Linked DNA regions of Sus scrofa: regions 1 and 3 are each linked to region 2. The links are chromatin contacts, called in public Hi-C and promoter capture Hi-C maps. All regions are on one chromosome and are shown on one strand. The core of a region is the stretch at or near the end of the contact, and the rest is flanking DNA. Distances in the headings are between cores, read along the strand shown. Region 1 holds the start of AKR1E2 (aldo-keto reductase family 1 member E2). Region 2 holds the start of PITRM1 (presequence protease, mitochondrial). Region 3 has its middle 15 kb from the start of AKR1CL1.

Region 1 (4,360 bases), core at 319-2,818, 1.3 Mb after region 2:
CACCATTGCAAAGAACCAAGAGAGGGCTCAGCAACTGACCTCCAGGCAACCTGAACCCTGCAAATAACATGTGGGCAACCGGGAGGGGGGGGGGTGGCTTTGGGAGCAGGGCCCAGTGCCCTGGAGACCGAGGGGCAGAGGCTCCCAGCTGAGCAGAGCCTGGAGGCTGGTCACAGAAACTGAGATGCTTATTCTTGTAATGCTTGTTCTTGAAAGCCACTGAGTTAGCATGATGCTGTCACAGGGCAACAGACTTGCTAGTACTTCCTTTCAGGCTGAGGATCTGACCCTGCCCTCTCCCCTCCCTCCTCCCCACGCGCGCGGGCTCTAGTCACCCAGGCCGGCTCTTGTCCTACCTCCTTCCCGGGCCAAATTCTCCTCTGCACCTCTGGGCCCCACGCCGCTGGCAGATGTGCCCAGGGCTGGCGCCTCTGGTCGTTCTGGTCACCAGGAGCTCCTGGCCCTCTTTCCCGCTCCCAATTTATTTCCCTAGAGCACGTGCTCTCCTCTTGCGCACGGATTTGCTTTTCTGCTTTGGTCCACCTCCCTGTAGGGTCTCTGAGTTCCTGGGCGGGGCAGGGACCACGTGGGGCCTTTCAGCCCCACCCACAGACTTCACAAGACCCCAACTCGGGGTGAGTGCTGAGAGCACAATTGATGAATGAATAATAAAAGGATCTCGGGGCCCCTTCCACCCTCCGAGCAGCTCATTCTGTGGAGATGGAGGCTAATAATAAGAGGAGGCAGGGGGACACCCAGAATGACCCTGGGTGTCCTTTCCAGAGCCAGTTACTCCGTTGACGACAATGGGCACAACCGCCCTCTGCTGGTCAGCGCCAGCACTGCGGCGCCGGGCAGGAAACAGAAATTAAAACACATCCTTGCAGGGTCATCAAGTCAGTGAGGTCCCTGTGGGCTCTAGGGGTGGGGGTGTCAGGGGACCTCGCATCCTGCATGTATTTATTTTGGCAAGTCACCAATGGAGAACCAAGGCCAAAAACTCTTCTACGAGCCTGTGAGACTCTCGGGGTCCGACCCAACACATCAATTTGTGGAGGAGGAAGCAGGCCTTCCCTCCTATCTCTTGGGAGGGTGGAGTAGGAGTGTCGCCATGGGAGCAGGACTGTCGGGGGCTTACCCTCCTCCAAGGCACTCATTGGTGGACACAAGGCCCCAGATCCTGTCCTCTTCCCGCTGCCCTGGGACTGCCCTGGCCCAGACGACCCTGGGACCTCCGGATCCCTGCTCAGCAGCCGGCATCTTCAAGTCCGGAAGCAGAGAGCCGCTGGAGAGTTGCTAGAAGACGGGCGGTGGGTCGGCTCCTGCCGAGGTCCCGATGCCCCGCGCCGGTGCCGGCGCGTGCGCACAACCACTCCCGGACGCCCAACCAGCGGCCTCTGCGCTCGTGGGCGTGGCCACTGCCTGAGTGCCCCGCCCACTAACCAGCTACCTCCGCCAGTCAGCCAATCAGGCCACCTGTGTCCGCCACGGTGCCGCCCCCTAAACTGGCTGTCCCCTTAGGTGGCGTCCCTCTGGAGTCGCGCGGCAGCCCCAGACCTGATCTGAACAATGGAGAAGATACCTGTCCTGGGCCTGGGCACCTGGCAGGTGAGGCAGCCTCGCCGTCCGGGAGGGGCGGCGCCTTTCCTTGGCGCGCGCTGACGTGGGCGGGGGGCACCTGCGGGGCCACCTGGGGTGGGGGCACCCGCCTGGACCCCTCGGAGGAGACGCCTGCCGCAGCCTCCACAGGACCAGCTGGTCGCCCGCACCTGCCCCCCCCCCCGGGGGGGGAGGGCTCTTGCTGTGTTTGAAAGATGGAATATTTAGGCAGCAGATTTTCTGAAAATGAGGGTTGTCCTTATGGTATTTCATATTGAGTCCCAATCATAATTATTCAGAAATAATGTCTGGGAAAGTCCAGAAGAAAAGGTTGTCCAGCTTGAATTTGGGCAGGAAGATTGGCAGTTACCTGACAGATCAGAGCAGCAGACAACCGGGAGATGGAGAAATGTCTGTCTCAAAAAGACAAGGAAACGCTGTCATCGCCAACTTAATTTTGAAAAGAAACTTTGAAACTTTGCCTTCTTCTGGGTGTGAAAACCTGATAGCGGAGGCACTTTGGACCTTTTTCTCTACTTTGGACTTTCTAATTGCTGTCAGGACTTTAGACACAGCACTAACTAAAAAGGCTTTCCTATTTGCTTTAAAAAAAATGCAGAAAACCCCTTAGGTTTTGATAAAAAGATACTCATTTAAGAAGTCACATAGGAAGTTATTGGATGGGTAGGAATTAGAATGATCAACCCTTGCTCGTTAAAATATTATTCAAATTATTTCTTCTATTCACTTATCAACTCGTAGAGGTCAGGAATGTGGTTTAATTCATCGCGGTTTGGCAGAATGAATTGGAATTATTTCCTCTTTTTCTTTTGTTGGAAGGATTTTGTTATAAAGTGGGGTGAATTCTAACCTGTAATTTTTTTGCAGCTATGTGTGTGTTGTATTTAATTGCTTCATTTTAAAAATAATTACAGGACAGTTCAGTTCAATTATAGAACTTTACTTCTTAAGTTTTTCTAGGAATTTTTCCATTTCATTCCAAATTATCAGCTTCTAGTCATTGATAATAGTTTCTTATATTTTATTTTATTTCTTTCTTTTTACAGCCGCACCTGAGACGTATGGAAGTTCCCAGCCTAGGGGTCAGATCAGAGCTGCAGCTGGGCTACGCCATAGCTGCTTGTGACAGCACCAAATTCTTAACCCACTGAACAAGACCAGGGATCAAACCAGCATCCTCACAGAGACAACATCGGGTCCTTAACCCACTGAGCCACAACGGGAACTCCCAGGTTCTTAGATGTTAAATCTCTCTCTCTTTTTTTTAATCTACATGTACTGCTTTTCTTTCATGTCATTTATTTACTTATTTATTTTTTCCTTCTTCCATTTTTTTTATTACTCAAATGAATTGATCACATCTGTAGTTGTATAATGATCATAACAATCTGATTTCACAGGATTTCCATCCCACAGTCCAGGCACATCCCCCCACCCCCCAAACTGTCTCCTCCAGAGACCATAAGTTTTTCAATGTCTGTGAGTCAGCATCTGTTTTGCAAAGAAGTTCCGTCCGTCTGTCCTTTCTTCAGATTCCACATGTCAGTGAAAGCATTGGATGTTCTTTCACGTCATTTAAAACAATCAGTCTTCTCAGTCTTGTCAAAAGTTTGTCTCCTTGGGAATTCCTGCTGTGGGTTGGCATCAGGTTAAATCCAGCGTTGTCTCTGTGGTGTTGCAGGTTTGATCCCCAGCCTGGTGCACTGGGTTAAGGATCTGGTGTTTCTGCAGCTGCAGTGTTGTAGGGCGCAAATGCAGCTAGGATTCCCTCCCTGGCCTGGGGAACTTCCATATGCCTTGGGTGTGCACCCCCCAAAAAAAAAAAGTTTGTCTCCTTTATTAAGGGGTTTCAAAGAACTAACCTCTGGCCTTGTCGATTTTCCCTACCCATTGTTGATACTCATTCTTATTTTCATTTTCTCTTCCCTTGTAATTTCTCCGTGGTCCTTCTAACTCGAGATGGACACTGGGTTCATTAGCGCTCAGCCACTCTGACCATGTTCTTGTTACGTGAAGATCCTTGTACTGGTGCGTCTTGTGGGGTCATGTGACGTTCACGTGAGAAAGCGCCTTGTGAGCTGCGAAGCCCTCTGGGAACGCTGGGTGCAGTGATCCCGCGCCCCATCCTGTGCCTCTTCCCTGAGTTCCAGGCCCCTCGCCTGCTTGAGCAACCCTGTTTCAGGGAGCCTTCTTTCCCACACGTCCACACTCTGTTCCTTTGGGTTCTGGCAGATGCTCCGTGGGATGGATTACCTTTGAGCGCACCTGTCTAGCTTTACCTCTGGGCTGACGGGCTTTGTGGGGTGGGGGTGCGTCTATTACCTCCTTGCATCTCATTCATGGTCATTGTTCCTCCTAAATCCATTTATTCCTTTGTCCAGCCTGGAAGCACAGCATCTAGCTCAGTTATTTACAGGCACTAAAATGACTGAAAATGTAGCATTTCCCCACATAAGTAAAGGAATTTGATCGTAGATAATCTGTGAATTCTTTCCGAACGACACTCCCTAATTTTACGATGGACTCATGTACCGAGGCAGTAGCGTCCTTTTGCAGCTACTGCTGATGCTGCATTGTTCTAGCGTGAAAGGGGCAGGCCTGGGCCAGGCTCTCCCGAGTGTTGGCCGATTACTTCTGCTTCATTCATTCTGTAGGCCGCTCCGGGGGAGGTGACGGAGGCGGTGAAAGTGGCCATCGACACGGGCTATCGACACTTCGACTGCGCCTACTTGTACCACAA
Region 2 (4,052 bases), core at 529-3,028:
TCATTCGAAAACAAGCAATATTATGGCGATATTCTATAAAAACACAATATTTCACTCACTGATTTAGCAAACTCTAGAATTACGGGAAAGAGGATTTTAACCCAAAGACACCAAAAGGGCACCCCCAAACCTGACCCCCTCCCCCATCACTTCTTTCCCTGGTCTAACACCAGATAAACTCCACCATGAAATAAACAATTAGCATGAAACTAAACAATTTATCTTTCCTTTTTTTTTTCCTCTTTAAGGCTGCATCCACACATGTGGAAGTTCCCAGGCCAGGGATTGAATCCAAGCTGCAGCTGTGGCCACATCGGATCCTTTAACCCACCACACCGAGCCAGGGTCAAACTAGAACCTCCACAGCAACAAGCTGCTACAGTCAGATTCTTCACCCACTGCGCCACAGTGGAAACTCCAGCAATTCATCTTTCTTTAAAAAGTGAAATGTGGGAGTTCCCGTCGTGGCTCAGAGGGTTAAGGCCCCAAAACTGTCTCCATGGGGATGTGGGTTCCATCCCTGGCCTCACTCAGTGGGTTAAGGATCCGGCGTTGCCATGAGCTGTGGCGTAGATCACAGCTACATCTCTGATTCGGCCTGCCTGTGGCTGTGGTGTAGGCCCTCAGCTGTGGCTCCAATTTGACCCCCCGCCTAGGAACTTCCATAAGCCTCAGGTGCCATTAAAAAGAAAAAAAACAAAAGTAAAATGTCACGACTTTTTACAAACTCAAAGGGAAGGACGCTCATTCATAGTTCGAAATTAAGTGCATTCTTTTCCCATAGACCTAGTCATTAAACGAGAAGTTCCATTCCCAGAGGCTCCACTCCCACCAAAAATGCAGGTTAAGTGCAGGTGCAGAAGCCTCAGGCCTCCTCGCCCCCGCCCCCCAACTACAGGGAAATGGGAGCAAACGACTCTTCAGACCCAAAACTACCGGTTCCTTTTACTCCTCGCATTAAAATCCTCATCAATGACAGTCCCTCAAAAGCCCCGACAACCTGCGGGCAGGGCCACCCGCTCTGGGGTCGCCTGAGGACCTGGAGGCAGAGGGGGTCAGGCCAGGTCTTCTAGGGCTTTACCCCAGGGTTCCCTGGCTGCACCACCCAACCCTAAGCCGACAGGGCACCCTTCCCTTTGGGGGAGCTACCGGGACTGGGCTGGGGCGGCCGCGGCAGAGGGGCCGCTCTGCCACCCTGAGGGGCTAAAGGAGCCCCCCACCCAGGCCCTGCTGGGGGGCTCCGGGGCAGGAGCCCCCCCCCAGGCCCTGCTGGGGGGCTCCGGGGCAGGAGCCCCCCCCCAGGCCCTGCTGGGGGGCTCCGGGGCAGGAGCCCCCCCCCAGGCCCTGCTGGGGGGCTCCGGGGCAGGAGCCCCCCGCCCAGGCCCTGCTGGGGGGCTCCGGGGCAGGAGCCCCCCGCCCAGGCCCTGCTGGGGGGCTCCGGGGCAGGAGCCCCCCGCCCAGGCCCTGCTGGGGTGCTCCGGGGCAGGAGCCCCCAGGGGAGGGGTTTCAGGGGGCAGGAGACCCAGAACAGGGCCCTAACCCAGGAGCCTCCGCCGCCCGCCCGCCGGCGTCCCTCCCTCCGGGCGACTTCCTGCGCCTCCCCACACCCCCGCCGCCACCGCCACCGCGTCGCACCGGCCGCCGAGGCCCCGCAGCGCGCCCCTCGCCCTCCAGCCGCTGCGCCACATGGCCGAGGACCAGCACGGCGGCCGCCGCGACCCCGCTGATCCCGACGCACGGCCTGGGGCGGGACGCGCCGGCCGCCACCCCATTGGTCCGTGCTCAGGGGGACGCCCTCTCCAATAGGCTGGCGAGGAAAGGGGCGGGCCCCCGCGGCGGCGGGGCGGGACCCTGGGGGCCGGCCGGCGACAGAGGGGCGGGGCCCAGGGCCCGGCGGAGAGGGGCGGGGCCTAGGGGGGGGCGGGCCTGCTCAGGGAAGAGACAGCCCCGCACGGCGAGGGCCGGGGCTGCGCGGGGAGAGGTGGGCCTGTGAAGACGAGGGCCGGGCCTGCCCAGGTGAGGGCGGGCAGCTGCAGGGGAGGGGCGGACTTAAGCTGAGCCAGGTGAGTTGTGTGGTCCTATGGCCACGGGTAGGCACTGGTCTCCAGGATGGAGGTTGTGTGCCTACACCTCTGCGTGCTCACGCTTCCGTCGGCGGGTTCCTGCAGTGACTTGAGAAGGACGTCCAGCTTCAGGCTCCAGCCAGGTGCTTTAGCCCTGGGCTGTGTGGCTTCTTGGATAAGGTCCGACGACTGCATCGCATGGCTTTAGAATCACGATTCCATGATGCCATGCTCTCATGAATGGTCCCAAACAGAACGTCCCCAGTAAACGGCAGGACAGGTCTCGTGCCCCGCACAGTTGTGCGGGCCCACTGAGCCACCCACCCCCACCTGCATTTCGTGTCTGTAAGGACTACACGCCATGCCCTTCTTAAACCTCAGGGAATGGTTCAGGTGGACAGAACTTGAGCAGGTGGGCCTGCAGGGGCATTTGGGATTAAACACACCTGGGCCCGGCATCCGAGGGACTTGGGAGAAGGCAAGACACAAGTTTGCCCTCAGTTTCTCAGAGCCTTCACCTCCTCCCTTCTCTCATCTCCCTCCTTTCTCCCCACCCCGAGGTCTGTAAAGGGACTCAAGGCTTCCTGCCCCTTCTTCCAGGCTCTAAAGAAAAAGCAGTAAGTAGACAGGTGCAATCCATCTGAGCGCAGAAACGCTTTGGCAGCAATGCAGAGCGTAATCCTGCAGGGAAAAGCCACCATATCTACAAAAGCTCTCCAGAATGAAGAGGATTCTGCAGTTAACCACGTACCTCTTTATTGAGAGAACCCGGATGAACCAGGACGAGGTAATGAAAAGAAGCTATGGACACAAACATACCTTTCCTCCAGTAAGAATTTGGGTGATAAATGTTACTGAGTCACCACAATAGCTCTGTGATCTTGATGTTATTAACCCTGCTTGATTGCGCAGGAAGCGGAGGCAGGGGAGGTTATAACATTTTGCTCTCTGAAGAGTAAATGCTATATACATCCAGTAATTGCCACTTGGTAGAATGTTCCCACAGGATAAACCTCATTGACGGCTGACCTACACACAGACACACACAGAATTCATAAATAATTATTTTGAGCAACTGACATAATACTAATGTTCATATGTGACCTGAATTTATATGAACACAGATCACTGCAATGTAGAAAAGAAACATCAAAAGTCCTCTATGCAATAGCCTATGTTGCAAAAACCTCTCCGGTGTTATCCTGAAGCCGTAGGAGTAAAATCAGCAAGTGCACGTTGTCAGAAGAGTCAGAATAGACTCTGGCGGGGACTGAGGGAGGCAGTGGGGTGAATGGGGAGTGCCATGTGTAGCACTGTGTCTCCCCAAAAAGATGCAGGGGCCCTAAGCCCCAGAACCACAGATGTGACCTCACTCAGTCTTGACCGAGGCAATCAAGTAAAAACGAGGTCACAGGATGGGCCCCTAATCCCGTAGGACTGCTGTCCTTATAAAAGGGGGTAGTGGGTCCATTGACACACACACACAGGAGAAGGAGGCCTGAAAGGGGCCGTGCTCCCAGAAGCCAAGGTGCCCAAGGGTGGCCGGCAACACCAGAAGCGGGGAGGAAGTAACACTTTCTCCTTCGCAGCCTCCGGATGAACCAGTCTGCCGAACCTGTGCGTCAGCTCTGACTTCTGGCCTCCAGAACCGTGAGACAGTACGGTCCTGTGTGCCCCCCATTTGTGGTACTTTGTTATGAAGCCCTTGAAAACGAATGCTGAGATGTCAAGGTTCGTTGACCTCTGCAGGAAAAACATGACGTGGTTTAGCTGAATATGCTGTTTTCCAGGATTGCATGTCACTGACAAAATACATGCTGCAAATTTTGCAAACCCCTTATTTCTGAATCCACCATGAAGCGCAAGTGATGACTGTTGGAACTGCAAAGTGAGTGTCTCCAAAGTTAACATGATAGAAAGTATCAAGTGTCAGGGCTAAGGACGAGGCAGGAGGGCAAGCGCCGCAGGCTGGGAACCCTAATGCTCATT
Region 3 (4,189 bases), core at 1,099-3,598, 1.5 Mb after region 2:
AGCTCCGATTAGACCCTTCACTTGGGAACCTCCATATGCCAGAAGTGCAGCCCTAAAAAGCAAAGAAGAAAGAAAGAAAAAGAAAAAAGGAAGGAAGGAAGGAAGGAAGGAAGGAAGGAAGGAAGGAAGGAAGGAAAGAAAGAAAGAAAGAAAGAAAGAAAGAAAGAAAGAAAGAAAGAAAGAAAGAAAGAAAGAAAGGAAGGGAGAGAGAAAGAAAAGAGAGAAACAAAGAAGAGAACAGATACTCGGGACAGAGCTGGAGCAGTTGTCCCCTGGCAGAAGATGCTGCCACATTGTGCCCAATGGGTAAGAGCTTGAGCTACTGAAAAGACCACGCTGCAGCTGTATCCAAAAAAGGGGGGAGGCACTCAACACCTCCCTCCATTTCCAGTCTCTTGTCAACCCAGGTTGGACCAATACCAGGTCCAGACAGAAGCCAGCACTCAGGGAAGCCAGGTCACAGCCCGCAGCTGTCAGCCCTGGGGTGAGGAGGCGGGGCTCTGTGTCCAGCCGTCCTTTGTCAATCACCCAGGCGGTCCCAGCGCAGGGTCCACACCGGGTGTTGGGGAAATGCAGCCTTCTTTCCTACTCCATGCAGATAAAGCCAGAACACCCAAAGGGCATGTTGGTGTGAGAGGCCTGAGTGGGATAACTGGAAGATGTGGAAACTTACCCCTGGGCAAATGCAAAACTTCTTTCACTTTTATGACATTCACCTTTGCCAAAGTTGGGACTCGGAGTTCCCTTCATGGCTCAGTGATTAACTAATCCGACTAGGAACCATGAGGTTTCGGGTTTGATCCTTGGCCTTGTTCAGTGGGTTAAGGACTCGGCGTTGCCATGACCTGTGGTGTAGGTCGCAGACGTGGCTTGGATCCCGCATTGCTGTGGCTCTGGCGTAGGCCGGTGGCTACAGCTCTGATTAGACCCCTAGCCTGGGAACCTCCGTATGCTGCGGGAGTGGCCCTAGAAAAGACAAAAAAAAAAAAGTTGGGACTCGCCCAGGTGGCGCTCACTAGATGTCCTAATTTGAAGTAAGCTAACCAAATATTTACTGAGTTTTTCTTTCATGCAAAACACTCCTCCTAATTTTTTTCAGGTCGTGCACATAAGAAGAAGCCTAAGCGTTTTGAGATTTGCTTTGGCAGGACGATAGCCTCAAATCTTTCCCTGGCTCTAAAATGACAGCAACCCTCTTTGAAACAAGGACATGTGAGAGTTCAAGCTGCGGTGCAGAATGAGGATTGGGGGGCACTTCTGTAGCCTCAACCTCTCTGTTGCAATCAGGGGACCCTGGAAGGAAAATCCCACACGAAGGAGAAACAAACCTGGGGCACAAGCTCTGTCTTCTCGTTCCCATCAGGAGCAAATGGTACAAGGCAGTGCCCCCCCCCCCAGACCCTTCCACCACCCCCAGGAGAGACCCTCCAGGCTGGGCAACGGCCTCCGTCCCAGAGGCCCAGAGGAAAGGGGGCAGAGCAGGAGGGTGCCCACTCTGAATCCGAACCTGGAGAAGAGGCGGGCAGCTCTCCTGCACGACCCACCCCGACCCGGGAGCTGCTCCCCCAGGGCAGAGCTCTGGGGACCCGGCAAGGGCTGGGCCCCGACCGACCCGGTGGAAGGAACCGTGTTGCCCCGAGGGAGCGAAAGGTGGGTCTTGCCACGGCAGGTGTTTCTTCTCTCGCCGCCCCCCCCCCCCCACGAGGGTTTGCAGAGCCGCGCAGCACCTGCCGCTCGCGGTGGAGGAAGGTTCCCGCTGGCGGCCCGCATGTCAGCCAGGCGGCCCGCGGCCCCTGCGGCCTAACCGAGCGCAGGGCCGAGCCGGCTCCGGCAGCGGCCTCCGTCCGAGCCGGCCTCGGGGGCCCAGGCCACCCGCCCTGCGGAGAAGAGCCGGGCCTGGGGGGCCTCGGACCCAACGGCCCGCTGCAGACCTCAGCCCGCTCCCAGCGCAAAGGCTCCCTTTCTTTTCAAGAAGAAAGGATGGCGCCCATGATGTTTTTGCTCAACACAACTCGTGTCTTTCTCTCACACACACGCACACACAGTCGCACACACTCAATCTCACACACACAGTCACAGACACACATACATTCACACACACACAGTCACACACACTCAGTCACACACACAGAGTCACACACACACACACAGAGTCACACACACACAGGATTTCCAGTCTTTTCTCCTTAACCAGCCCTTTTGCTGTGGCTACAGAGCTTTGCCTCTGCCTCCCTGACAGAGGGGTCACCCTTTCCGCCCCCCGTTATCTAAACACATCTCTGGGGGCGGTGCACCACTTCCTCGGGCCCTTTTCTGAGTAACGGCTGCTGCTTCCAGGACTGCCAGGCATTATTTTCCCGTATCTCCTCTGGTTGCCACGCCAGTGCAGACACAGCCTAGGACCCCCCTTAGAGACAGAAGGGTACCCCCAGAGCCGCAGTCAAGGGCCCCACTCCCTGCCCCCTGGGAAGCCGGACACCAGCCGTGGAAACTCTGCAAGAAAAAGAGAAGGAACAGAATAATTTTTAAAGTGACAGCTTTCCTCTCATGAGCTTCTTTCCATCCAGTGGCAGCAAAGGAGAGAAAGGGTGTGTCTCAGAGCATGAGCAGGCGAGACCAGCTTGTACTTTCAGCAGTGCCGTCCTGCTACCAAAGGCCTCTGTTCATTGTGACTCAGCAATATTTTTGAAAGAGAGAGTTGGAGTTAAATTGCTACAGAAACATTCTTAAGTGATAACACTTGGTGAACAAACATGAATGCTTTAATGAGGGTGCTGGTCCTTAGGGAGAGTTTCCACAGAGCCTCTCTAAGCAGTTTAACATTTTAGGTAAACATTACCTGTTGGTGAAATAGAGTCTTCTTTTGGACCCCATGGAGTTGGGGCAGAGCACCGGATTATGTTAGTGTAAGAAAGTGAATTGAACGTGTAACCAGATACATTAGTGCTTGCTCCCAAAATTCAAAAGGTCTCTAGCATTCTTGAACCAAAGCTGGGATGGGCAAAGGTGGGCTGTGGAAGCTGTCTAACTAAAATTGAGTGCAGCAAATATTTCCTGAGTCCCTCCTGTATGCAAAATGCTGCTCCTAAATGTTTTAAGGACATGCACATAAAAACAAGCCTAAGAGTTTCTGTTGGGCAGTGTCTATAAACTGGAGGGAGAAGACCAAATGCAGCACGTGAAACAACCATAGTGTCAAGATCCCACCCAACCTCCAGACTCCATTTTAGCCGAGCAAACAAACAGGAAACAGACTCTGCCACGAATGACCGCCCCAGGACCAAGACAATTTAAGGAGCTGTTAAACCTCAGAATAAATAGAACCAAAAAGACTGTTAAAATTCACACTTACTGACCTAAATCCTCCTCCCCTGTTTCCCCGAGCCCCCGTCCCTTTCTCCTTGAGACTATGTGACCCATCACATGAAACCCCAACTATCAACAAGCCCTGGCCCAACAGTGAGCCTGAGTGCTCTCTGCTCAGTGCTCCCGGCCACTCTGCTGATCCATAAACCTGCTTGTGATCTCACTGTTCCAGCCTCTGTTCCTCTCCACTCCACCATCCTAACAGTTTTGAAATTCACTTTTGCAGGATGATATCCTCAAGTTCTTCCCTGGCGCTTACATGACAGCGAATGTCTTAGAAATGAAAACTGTAGATGTAGTTATGGCTGGATCTTGAAGCCCCTGGTCCAGAGGCAAACTTCTCAGACCATGGCCTGGAAGACTAAGGAGTACGCTGTGGATTATGCCACAGAAAAACATCAGTAATTGGATGCAGTTGGCTCTGTTATCTTTTGGTTGTAAGGTACTTGGACAAGGGAGCCCAACAGACAGAGTATCTGGCTCTTCTAAGGTACAGAGTTTGGGCTGGTCTAGGAGCCCACATTCTTCACCCAGAGCTAACTCAGAATCCATGTCAAGAGAATTTGTGCTAGTTGCTGGAGGATCACCCCAAAATAAAGTCCCTCTGACGTCAGACAATGGAGCTTCCCTTTGACACCAAAAATCTAGCTGATTCAGCATCCTGAGTTTTCTCATCTCCCAGACCATACACAATCCATGACTTACAGAAAGGAGAGAGCCACCTGGAGTCCAAGGAAGAATAATCAGGAGACACGCTCAAGACCTGAGGAGACCCAGGTCTCTTGGCCCACTCCAAGAGCGTCATCTAGAGCAAGAGCACCAC

Evidence for each region. Promoter capture Hi-C pulls out the DNA fragments that hold promoters and counts their contacts. Hi-C and Micro-C count contacts between places; a contact is called where the count stands out from the background.
Region 1: a contact with region 2 is called in a promoter capture Hi-C map of fetal skeletal muscle, with 12 times the contacts expected there. The contact joins the promoter of AKR1E2 here to the promoter of PITRM1 in region 2. A contact is called at or near these places in 4 of 5 promoter capture datasets (fetal liver, fetal skeletal muscle and liver), 2 of 47 Hi-C or Micro-C datasets (embryonic fibroblasts and liver) and 1 of 2 datasets of contacts at active chromatin or transcription factors (alveolar macrophages).
Region 3: a Hi-C map of mesenteric adipose tissue shows a contact between it and region 2, with 1.7 times the contacts expected there. The contact joins the enhancer-like site here to the promoter of PITRM1 in region 2. A contact is called at or near these places in 1 of 5 promoter capture datasets (fetal skeletal muscle), 6 of 47 Hi-C or Micro-C datasets (embryonic fibroblasts, mesenteric adipose tissue, omental adipose tissue and 3 more) and 1 of 2 datasets of contacts at active chromatin or transcription factors (alveolar macrophages).

The regions. Positions count from the first base shown.
Region 1 is chr10:65,690,657-65,695,016 of Sscrofa11.1, reverse strand. AKR1E2 (aldo-keto reductase family 1 member E2) reads left to right here and starts at 1,568. Exons shown (of 11, transcript NR_145511.1): 1 at 1,568-1,608; 2 at 4,275-4,360.
Region 2 is chr10:66,994,645-66,998,696 of Sscrofa11.1, reverse strand. It overlaps PITRM1 (presequence protease, mitochondrial), which reads right to left and starts at 1,778. Exons shown (of 27, transcript XM_021065061.1): 1 at 1,636-1,778. The coding sequence starts at 1,772. It overlaps LOC102159626 (a long non-coding RNA gene), which reads left to right and starts at 1,935. Exons shown (of 4, transcript XR_002336448.1): 1 at 1,935-2,016; 2 at 2,624-2,850.
Region 3 is chr10:65,542,655-65,546,843 of Sscrofa11.1, reverse strand. No RefSeq gene overlaps it. Among named protein-coding and RNA genes, the nearest start is that of AKR1CL1, 15 kb to the left of the region's middle. Within about 2 kb of position 2,348, at least 18 of the 83 cell types and tissues checked have an H3K27ac peak or open chromatin away from gene starts, as enhancers often do. A contact at or near this core is called in alveolar macrophages, mesenteric adipose tissue, omental adipose tissue and 2 more, where this site is marked.